Linked DNA regions of Zea mays: regions 1 and 2 are each linked to region 3. Evidence: chromatin contacts called from public Hi-C data. All regions are on one chromosome and are shown on one strand. Each heading gives the region's core, a stretch centred on a gene start, on an enhancer-like site or on the middle of the called end of the contact. The rest is flanking DNA. Distances are from core to core; before and after follow the strand shown.

The links. Hi-C and Micro-C count contacts between places; a contact is called where the count stands out from the background.
Region 1: a Hi-C map of tassel shows a contact between it and region 3, with 3 times the contacts expected there. The contact joins the promoter of LOC100273820 here to the enhancer-like site in region 3. A contact is called at or near these places in 2 of 25 Hi-C or Micro-C datasets (endosperm and tassel).
Region 2: a Hi-C map of ear shows a contact between it and region 3, with 2.3 times the contacts expected there. The contact joins the promoter of LOC100192506 here to the enhancer-like site in region 3. A contact is called at or near these places in 2 of 25 Hi-C or Micro-C datasets (ear and tassel).

Annotation. Positions count from the first base shown.
Region 1 is chr1:203,082,706-203,086,532 of Zm-B73-REFERENCE-NAM-5.0, reverse strand. LOC100273820 reads right to left here and starts at 2,471. Exons shown (of 3, transcript NM_001353582.1): 1 at 1,561-2,471; 2 at 1,176-1,456; 3 at 526-1,074. The coding sequence starts at 2,308. The coding sequence ends at 838.
Region 2 is chr1:203,004,231-203,007,762 of Zm-B73-REFERENCE-NAM-5.0, reverse strand. LOC100192506 (Zinc transporter SLC39A7) reads left to right here and starts at 1,579. Exons shown (of 11, transcript NM_001137726.1): 1 at 1,579-2,066; 2 at 2,162-2,245; 3 at 2,339-2,388; 4 at 3,291-3,342. The coding sequence starts at 1,709.
Region 3 is chr1:202,680,199-202,683,815 of Zm-B73-REFERENCE-NAM-5.0, reverse strand. No RefSeq gene overlaps it. Among protein-coding and RNA genes, the nearest start is that of LOC111590710, 3.9 kb to the right of the region's middle. Within about 2 kb of position 1,930, at least 17 of the 20 cell types and tissues checked have an H3K27ac peak or open chromatin away from gene starts, as enhancers often do. A contact at or near this core is called in ear and tassel, where this site is marked.

The DNA of each region.
Region 1 (3,827 bases), core at 1,222-3,721, 400 kb before region 3:
AGGCTGTAGCCTGCTGCAGCCTGTGCACTGGAGCAGCAGGGGCGAGAGTGGAGGCGAGAGCTGACGTGGCAGGGGCGAGAGGAGGGCTGTGCACTGGACTCAGCCTTACCATGTAATAGATGCTTTGTTGGTTGTTACGTGCGTCTTTTCGTGGATGGTACTTGTTTATTGTTGGCCCTAACCTCTTGGAGAGGAAAGCCAGAACTTTTTCTATTATCTAAAAAAATATATTGGAAACATGATCAACCACATACAATCACAGAATAAACAATTTGAAGGTTCACTTAGTAGCAAAATGTAGATCAACAGCTTTGCTTGATTTTTTATTCATAGATCATAGGTTGTATGTGTAACTGGAGTGCATACTATTTGGATAGTCCTATGAATATCTAGAATTTTTCATTGATGTGACACATTATCATCATGCAGTTTCTGCTGTATGTTGTAAAAATGGATTAGTGTCAATGTCGTTAGATTACAGTTCTGTCGATAAAGTCAATCGGCCACTGAATAATGTGCAGCTGAAGGGCAACAATCAACTATATATTTCTTATTATATCAAACTAGATTGTACCAAATGGGAAAAATTGCTTGGATCAAAGAACAGCAACAAACCAAAGCCACTTATTACCAGTGCAGTTAACAGGCGCAAAACTTAGACTAGTGACAAATAGAACCAAACGATTTCAAGCCTGAAGTGCAGGATACATTCAAGCTCGGTGAACAACAAAACAAACAATGAATTATCCAGTAAACTGTCCTAAGCAAACAGCATGGGTAAAAACTGCCTTGATTTAGTGTTAAATCACTTCAAGAATGGCAAATGCAGCAACACCTCTACTCTATGCACACTGTCCCACTGTTCATGTAAGTGAACTTGCAAATCTCCTCAAAGAAATCATCTCCAGCAGCATGGCAATTCTTCATCTGCGAGATCCTAATGATCATCCTTCTTAGCCTCACGCTGTACCTGACAACGGACTTGAGGGTGTTCAGCTTCTGCTTAGCATTGAGAGATGACCGCACGGTGACCACGACCTGCTCCAAGAAAGGTATCACGAACCTTGAATCCAACTGCGTTGGAATTTGGAAGAACAGAGTTAGCTAGGCCATACAACAACCAGAAGTCCAGAAGCAAAATATTGCAAGCATAGAAGCTGTATGACATGGCTTACATTCTTCAGGCTGTTTTCCTGACTCAGCGCCGCGAACATGGCGCCGTGGACCTCGAACTTGCGAAGCTTCGGGTGGCTGTTGAAGAATTCGACGAGGTCGATCTCCGGAAACGGCTGCAGCGTGTCATAATCACCGGAGAATTCGACCTTCATCACCAGGTGCTTCACCTCGCTAGCGCACTGCAGCACCGAGCTGATGGCGCCCCAGCTCCACTGGACGCCGCGCAGCGAGAGCTGGTCCAGCTCCGGGAGCTTCCCCATCTCGACATGATGCACACTACCTAAAATATCCATTTTTGGTATATTAACCATCAGGCAATGTGAAAGGGACCAAATCTGTTTTGCAAGGGAACGCAAAAGAGCCCTTCGGAAGACCGGAACATACCAGTGTTCTTGGAGATTGTGAGATGTTTGAGACGGTTGCCACCTTGCAGATAGATAAATGAGAAACCCTGGACCTCAAGGGACTCGACGCGGGGCGCGGCGAACCTGAGAGAGGAGTTGCCAGAGCCGAGGAAGTCGAGCCGGCACCGCTCGAGCGAGGCTAGCGAGATGACCGCCTCTCCGTCGCACTGGCACCCGAGCAGCGAGAGGTCGGTGAGGTTGGGGCAGGCGGCGAGGACGTCGTTGACCGCTGCGTCTACCAGGATGGCGCTGACGATCTCCAGCACGCGGAGCCGCTCCATCCGGCCCCACGCGGGGGCGCGCGTCATCGTGAGCCCCCACAGCCTGAGCTCCTCGAGGCCCGCGGCCACCCCGATAGAATCGAGATTCAGGTGCCCCGACTTGTCAGCGGCGGCGGAGTCCATCCGTAGCTCGAGCACGCGCAGCGTGGCGGCCCGCGCCGCGAGCCAGTGCGGGAGCAGGGACGCGGAGAAGGGGCAGTACACGACGAGCTCCTCGAGGCGCGCGGCGGCGTCGACCATCCGACCGATGGCGTCGTCGGCGAAGGCCACGGCCGACGCCGGTCCGCCGGCCAAGGCCTCAAAGGCGCCCCGCGGAAAATAGAGCGACGGAAGGAAGGCCACACAGTCGCGCCAGCAGCGGGCGACGGCGGCGCAGCCGGCCACGTCGCGGGCGTTGCTGAGCTGCGAGAGGATGTGCTGCACGACGCCTTCTGGGAGCGTGTCCATGCCGCGGTCGCACCCTCGTACCTCGGGGGGGACTGTTGCCGGAGCAGCTAGTCAGCGAGTGGCGGCCGAGATTGGGGGCTTGGTGTGCGCGGATTGGATGGGGAGTGTGGGGACTGGGGAGCGTGCGCGATTTGTGTTTGCTGGGATGGTGGTGGGTTTCGAAATTTAAAAGGAGTGGGGAGAGCCGCCGCCGTTCCGGGGGGATTTCGTTGCCTGCTCTGGGCATTCGAACTCGAAAGTCGAAACCTTGGGTGGTTGTGGCGGGAGGTTTCGGACTACCTTTTTTGAGTTGGCGCCTGCCGCTTGGCGGGCCGGGCCGGGGCGGCTGCGCCCACTGCTACTGGCGACTCGCGAGAGAGGCTAGAGGCGGGAGCGCTAGCTTTTTTTGACGATCCAGTTTTTCGTGTGGGCCGACGCAGACACATTTCGGCACTACCTGTCGGCCTGCCTCTGTCTGTGTCAATGCGGGCTGTTTTAATCCAAAAAATCATTTTCTCTCTCTTGATTATCGTCATTGTCTAGTTTTATTTCATCAATTCCAAAACCAAATCCTGATGAAAATGGTTGGCAAATGAGCTTTAGAAGATGGTTATATGAAGATTGCAGAATTAAGTGGGAAGACATATGCAGTTTAATTTCCACAATGATCCTGAAGTCATTGAGTGTCAAATCCCTTTATACTCACATTGTGAATCATAACTATACTTATGGTACTAGCATGAAACATGTATGGAAAGCAAAAAATCCTGCCAAATATTAAAATGTTTGTGTGGTTACTTGAAAACAATTTGTTGTTAACTAAAAATAATATGGCAAAGAAGGGGTGGATTGGAGACTTGTCCTGTTGTTTCTGTAACCAGCCTGAATCGATTGATCAACTTTTTTTTGCTGCTCGGTTACTAGGGTGATTTGGGGTGTTGTTGTGAATTTCTCTAACACTTGTATTGTTCCTAATAATATAACTCGATGTTGTAATTGGTTGGACAATTATGCTACTGATTTGAAAAATATTCACATCATAGGTGTGGCAGCTATTTGCTGGGCAGTTTGGAAAGCAAGAAATAAATTGTGCTTTGAAAAGATTCTTATTAATTCTCCTAAAGACATCATTTGTCATGCTTGTGCTCTGATGAACGTTTGGGCAGGTTTAAGAAAGAAAGAGCTCCAGGACTTGATTCGGGAGGGGGTGCTCAACTGCTGGTTAGGGCAGCCAGTTTCAAGCTTGATGATCCGGAGGACAACCAGAAACATGAGGTTTCTGAGGGAGATGAAGAAGAGGATGCAGTTCAGAAGAAAATAGGAGTTGAAGATGGTGTTTGGTGTGAGCTCTTGTGATCTGGTGCCGTTGAGTCCAGAAGTTATATTTAGTGTTGTTTTGTTTGTCTTTGTTGATGTTGGCCCCTGCGCTGGTGGTTTCCTGGCTGTCATGAACTTGACTTTTGTCTCATGTGTGAGGTTGTAATCCTGCAAACTTGGATGCAAACTTGGACGCATGCAGTTATAGTATTCATCTCTGAAT
Region 2 (3,532 bases), core at 330-2,829, 320 kb before region 3:
CTGGTCTTTGAGGAGCATCTAGTTGCCGATTGCAAACGCTGATTCTAGCTAGTCAAAGATCATCTTCAGGCTTCTAGCTTTCACTTGGCAGCTAGCTTATTGAAGAAGCATCTATACCAACACGCAAACATTCCTCAAACAAACTCCCACATGGATTCCTTCCTTGATTGGTCTTCTGGTGCTTCATCAACGAAACTTGGGTGACCAGTTCTCATCCAGAAACTTATATGCTTCGATGATCTGATCCTTCACAAGCTTGCTACATGCACATGTCTTCTTTTCCTCCATAGCAACAACCTCACTGGAATACTACCCCACTTAAAAAGAATGATGGTAGAACTCTTAAATCTGGGGGATTTGGTGACTGGCATAGTTAAGCACGACTTAGACCAACCGATGGTATATAGACGTGATTGTGATTGTAAATTGTTATTTATTATGATTTTAAACATAATGAATTCACTTTATAACGATAAAAATATTTAAGTTTTAAATTATATATACAATCTTAAAGATCTTTTATATTTTTTTGAGTTTTTTAAACGAAGTAGTGCCGATACGACACGATTAGGCAATATAATGTAGTGTCTAGGCAGCTGGTTAGGCACTAGTACCGATACTGCATGACACAATTACTAATAGTGTCTAGTGTCGTGTCTAATAGTGCTAGTGTTTTTTTTATGAGGGTACAAGAACGCCACAACACACACGCGTGCGCGTCCATAACACACACATAAATAGAATGAGAGGCCTAGATCTCTAGTACATTAGAACACGTAATACCGCTGAACATGAACGCGTGTGTACCCTAAAATGTGAGAAAATTCAGTATTAAGTGCTATGGTGCCGGACAACACGTTTGACCATCTAAGGCCTTCTTCGGTTATTCCCAATACATATGGATCGGATGAGATTGGAAAAAATTAAGAAGAAGTTTGATTTGTTTGGGATTCAAACCCATTCAATCTCACTCAATTCATATGTATGTATTAAAAGCTAATCGAACAAGCTCTAAGGGAGCGGATCGACGGGCGCCGCGCGGGAGCGGATCGACGGGCGCCGCGCGGGAGCGGATCGACGGGCGCCGCGCGGGAGCGGATCCAGGGGCGCTGGCGGGAGCGGATCGACGGGCGCCGCGCGGGAGCGGATCGACGGGCGCCGCGCGGGAGCGGATCCAGGGGCGCCGCGCGGGAGCGGACCCAGGGGCGCTGGCGGGAGCGGATCCAGGGGCGGCGGGAGGGGATCCAGACGCGGATCCTGGGAGCTTGCTTGTGCTCCGATGGGGACGAAGGGGAGGAGTCGAGACGCGCCGCTGGAAGAAAAGAGGACGCTCGGGAAAAAATAAACGAAGCGTTACGTTTGTAAAGAGTGGCAGTGCGGGTAATTTCGGAGGGGAATCCGTTGAAATCTGGGGTACCACGTGATTCCAAAATAACTTACGGGAATCGGTAAATTTTAGAGAATCGCTTTCCATCCCAAGCCCCTTTGGCTGCGTTTTAAAATTCCAGAACGTGAATCTCTCCCTGGAAGTCAAACCAAAGGGACCCTAAGTGTCTATAGACCTGGATGTGGTGAGTGGTGATGCTCGGGTGGTGATTGGCATTGTCACTCGGGCTCTTCTTTGTTCTCGTCGTCGTGGTCACCATAGAGCGCGTCTGCAAGCGCTCCCACCCCAAAACCCCGCGGACGCACCGACGCGCGAGCCATAATGCGCCGCCAAAGCCTCGCCACCGTACTGCTGCTCCTGGTGGCCGCCGCGGCCCTGGCCGCCCCCGCCGCTGGGCACTTTGAGTCCTCCTGCCCCTTCTACGACCACGGCGGCCACGGCGAACCACACGAACGCCACGACCATGGCCACAGCTGCGGCGGCGGCGCGGACCATGAGCACCACCATCACCATCACCACGGCCATGGACACGGCGAGATCCAGCGGCTGCTCCCGGAGGAGATGGCGGAGGAGGCGGATCTCGAGCTCGAGTCCTTCGGTTACGAAGACCATGACCACGGCCACCACCACCACCACCACCATCACCACAGCCACGGCGACATGGAGACATCGCCCATGGGTTAGACATTTTTTTGTTCCGATCCTGCTCGTTTTTGCGCTTGAGGCGCGATTTCATCCGAGGCGATTGAATGATTTGGGGATTTGATCGAGCAGGCGTGTGGCTGAGCGCGATGGGGTGCTCGCTGCTGGTCAGTATGGCGTCCCTTGTCTGCCTCGTCCTCTTGCCGGTCATCTTCTGTGAGTGCCCCCGCTTGGCCCGTTGCAATCTGGGGATTATTTGCTTGCCCTTCTGCGCAGGTCCTGATTGTCTGGTTTATTTCAATTCTGCAGTTAAGGGGAAACCGTCTAAGGCCATAGTGGATTCGCTTGCAGTGTTTGGGGTAAGTGGGGATTGTGCAGCTCTTTGAAGGATCTTGCTAAATCGAGCTAGCAAATGGATATTTGTCTACAATCTACTCAACTTTGTGTGTTTTCCTTAGCAAATCCTGAGAGCTACCTAGCCAAGTACATTACATTTCTCCTGTCAGTCTAGCGAACGCAACTTGAAATTCATGTACCCTATGATAATCTTCTGCAATTACAAGCTATTAAAAAGTAATATCTGCATTCAGTGAAAGTCACAGAGATGAATTATCTGGTATCCTGTGAATTTTGTTTCATCCAGGGGCAATTGACCCTGCATATGAAATGTTGCCTCTAAAATTTTGTCCATGATGGATGTTGTAAATAGCATAGAAAACTCAGGTTGTATCGAAATTCATTCTGATGTGTTTCTACTCATTCAGCAGAGAATAAATCAACCAAACAGTGCGACAAAAGTAGACAAATGGAATCATGTCATCTGTTTGAAACACATACTTGATTACATAAAACTGTATTGTAACGGATCTGTGATGGTTGCACTTTCTCATATACAAAGTGACATTCCTTTCTCCTACAAAAGATAAGTAGAAATGCAAATGGTTAAACATGTTTTTAACATATTTTTCCTGATGAGTTCTGTATGTATCTAGCTGAATATGCGACGCAGTCAAAAGAAACCTACATTTTTTAAACATCTGTAGAAGTTTATATTCAGAAGAGTCAACCATGAGACGACACCTCATAATTTTGAGATTATTTAGCTTATTTATGACATTGTCTTGCACCGATATTTTCTGCATGAGGTATTGAGGTTCTATAGTATTGATCTATTTGACTAATTCTACTACGTTCAGAATCAATGATGTTACAGCTTATGTGCTTTCCTTCTTTGGTTCCAAACTTTCAATGTAATCTGCAGGCAGGAGCTATGCTTGGAGATTCATTTCTTCATCAGCTGCCACATGCTTTTGGTATATCCTTTGATACATGCTATGGTCTTATTTTGGTTCTTGTTTTTGTTTGTGCTTGGTTCATGTATATCTGCTGGCTTATGTTTTACTAGTTACTGTTTTGTCTCGCCCATCATCTACATCATCCTGGGCTATAAACTGTTTCTATATCTCCTTTAGTTGTACCTTGGTTCTCAAGGACAGTTTAGTG
Region 3 (3,617 bases), core at 681-3,180:
GTTGGTCGGTACCGCTGCTGGGAGGCCAGGCCAGGCCAGGCCACCCGCCGCAGCACGCATCGGCGGCCCTGTGCGGCGCTGACTCGATCGTTGCCTTGCCCGGCAGCGGCAGGGGCAGGTGGAGCCGATCGACGCGGCGAGGCCCGAGCGCGCGTGCGTACGTACGTGGGGACGTGACGAAGGGGCCGTCGGGTACGTACGACACCGCAGCGCCGCCCGTGTGCGGGCGTGGGGCTCGCGTGAGCATCGTCCTCTGGCCCCCTCTTGCTGCTCGCCTCTTGGTCACTCCTGACGGGCTACACTAGAGGCGTACAGCGACGGGCGTCTCTCTCGTGCAGTGGAGTGGATCCCCCCGTGTCCGGGCTCCCGACATGTCTGTCCTACGGTGGTACGTACACGTCGTTGGGTTCAGTTAATTGCTTTGCCTGGTTAATTACCACGGGAGGTAAGTGTAAGTAACCGTGGTGACGACAAAGAGATGTTCTCAACCCCGATTGAGACCAGGCAGGATTGTCCCATATCTGGGCAGAAGAGACAGGCAGAGCTCAGAAAAGCAACTGGCCTGTGTCAGCGTGTGCACGGCCACCCACCCACTCACCTTTTCCGAGGAGGAGGAGGGCATCACGCACGCCCCCACCGGTCAGCCCCTCCGTCTCAGTCTCAGCTCAGCGGCAGCTTTCGGTTGATTGGGGAGCCGGACGTGAGCTGTGCGTGGACCTGGGAAGCGGACGTGAGCTCCGCCATCTGAAAAAGAAAATGAAAAAAACTGGAAGCCCGCCAGCAGCAACAATTACTCGGTACAGAGGCAACGACGACGAGTGTTAATTTGATGCGTGATTCTATTCTAGTAGGTTACGTTGTACTCACACTCACTGCAAGGGTATGGTTAGCATCAGAGTCAGACATCGATCAGTTGCCTCCTTCAAAGCGACTCAAGATCCAGAGCTAGCGACGTGACTCGCACATAAATGTGTCTATATATTTTCTGTCAGCTGGGCCTACAATTGTCAGCGGTGCATATGCATTGCACAGCCCAGCGCGCATGACTGACTGGCTCAAGTTAAGTTACCTACTCTAGTTCGATTCACCTGTAGCTAGCTCCTAGGTTTTAGCTTGTTTTCAGGCGAAAACTTCCCCTCGTCTGTTTGTCATCATTAGCGCTAACAACAGCTTACCAACAAGTATAAACGTCCCCTGCTGCTGCGTGGTCCAACTCCAACACGCGTTCGGTTCCAACAACAAAGTTGTCGATGAAGAAAGAAATAAGGAGCTAGCGGCAGATGTATCATCGCTCTAGTATGCATGATGATCACAACATTCTCCTGGCCGGCGGCCATGAACAATATGGCGGAGTACAATATAATAAGAGAGAGGTAACAGCTAAACCGGCCATGAGATCATCACGTCAAGTTAACGAAGTGTAGAACCATGCCGCCTTATTGCATTATTATTAGATGGTGTGGGGGTGTAGTACTTTGCTGCAGGTCAACTAGTAGTATCTGTATACCCTACACTTGGTAGCGAAATATAATGCGCTTGGCATATGCATGCCTACTGTTTTGCTATGTTCCCTATATATATATCTCCATGCCATGTGGCGTCACCTCAGCAGCGTGTGAGAGACAAAGCCAGAGGCTATATACTATACCTCGTGCTAAACCGGCCGGTCGGCGTCGATGATTAGATTGCCGACGACGCGTCGTACTATATATATGAATCGACATTATTATTCCCTTGTGGTAGTACTCTGATCATCAGTAGCTAGCTGTCGTCGGTTTCGTTTCTTCGCAGGAACGACACCGACCAGCGCTAGTGAAGGAGGGTTAGTTGCTGCGATCCTACCACAGTTAGCTAGGTTGCCTAGTCCTAATCCCAATCCTAATCCTAATCCCTCCCGTCCCAGTCCCAGCTAGAGGTGGATTGAACCCGGCAGGGCCCTGTGTAGCTAGGAGCGCATGTGATCAGGACGGGACCTCGCATTGCGTGAGAGGTCCGGGCCGATCCATCGTCATCGAGAGCACGCACTGATTGATTGATTGATTGATTGATTCGCCTGCTGATGTGCCCCGGCACAACACAAACATGCCATGTGACACTGCTCGCGCGGCCGACGACGACCGGGCACCTCGCCGCCGCCCGCCCATATAGGATCTCCGACTTCATTTCATTCCGCAACACTGTGCCGTGCCACTCTGCCGACTTGACCAACTGTTCTGTCTCTTCATTTCTTTCAAGTTTCACTGCTTCGGCCTTTGGCACTTTTTTTCCCCAACGTATGTATAAAAATAATGCTGCGCTGAAATCAAAATGCCGCATGTGGTGAATGAATGATGCGATGGGAGACACAGGCCCAACAAGGGGAGGAGCGCCGGCCGAATCGTACCCGAACTTGCATCATCTACTTTCGTTGGATGGGGCCTCAGGGTTTCGTTAGATGGGCCGGTGCTTCGGTGCTATTTTGCAAGTGGGCTGCAGGGGTTTTGGTCTAACAGGCCCGTACCGTAAGCCTTCTTTGCCTGGGGGTAGATTCCTTTCCTTTGTGGGTCGTGTCGGTCGTTGATTTTGGTTGGTGCTACTGCCATTTGCTGGGTATTATGGTTGTGTAGAAATGATGTTGTTTTTTATAAAAGCCATATACAAACTTATATACAGGTACTCTTTAGAGGAATTTATTGGTGTCGTTCTTGGGCGCTCCTCCAAAAGCATGAAGACGATGCCAAAATTATGAAGGATGCCTGCAGAAGGTTAGAAGTGTCGGTGATGCAAATCTTCGCTCATCATGGGTGACAATTTATTAATAGGATTACTATCTAAGATGTATCCTTTATGTTTTTGCTCTCCCAACTGTGCTTGAGTTTGTGCCGCATGTGGCAATGGATTTGTTTGTTTTGTGGATTTGTGTAGCCGTCATCCGTTTCGGATGTAGGTCGGGACATATTTTCCCATTATCTAAAAAAACCTCAACAAGCCTATGTAGATTTAGGCTATGTTTGAATGCACTAGATCTAATAATCATCTACTAAAATTAGCTGAAGATATCTAAATAGTCTAACAAATTAGCTAATGGGTAGTTAGCTATTTGTTAGCTAATTCTACTAGAATTTTTTTTACTCAACTAACTATAGCTCTAGTGCATTTAAACACCCACTTAAACTCTTAAGTCTCTCGTCAACAATAATTAGATGGGAGCAAGATATAAAAAAACTAGTTCTTCGTTTCCTTCCCATCACAACAAAGGGGATAGAAGAAACCAATGGTGACGAAACTCTTCTCACAAGTATATATATAGTTATTATATGGAAATATAGAGCCACTTAATGTACATTGATCTTAGCCCATATAACATTTCGCATATTTTCTTAACACTCTCTCTTGGGTGAATACCACAACTACTCACTCCTCAATAAAACTCCGATATGCTCCATGTATTGTACTTATTGGCTCTAAAAACATTATGTTGGATCTTTAATAATACACACAATGAGAAAAGAGTACAATGGTTATATTGAGGACAACTACAAACTTCAGGTTTATATAGGTTTATTTAGGATCAAATAGTAAGGGCTAACATTCAGGGGTGCCATTCCTATAAACATACAAGTCTATCAAATATCTAA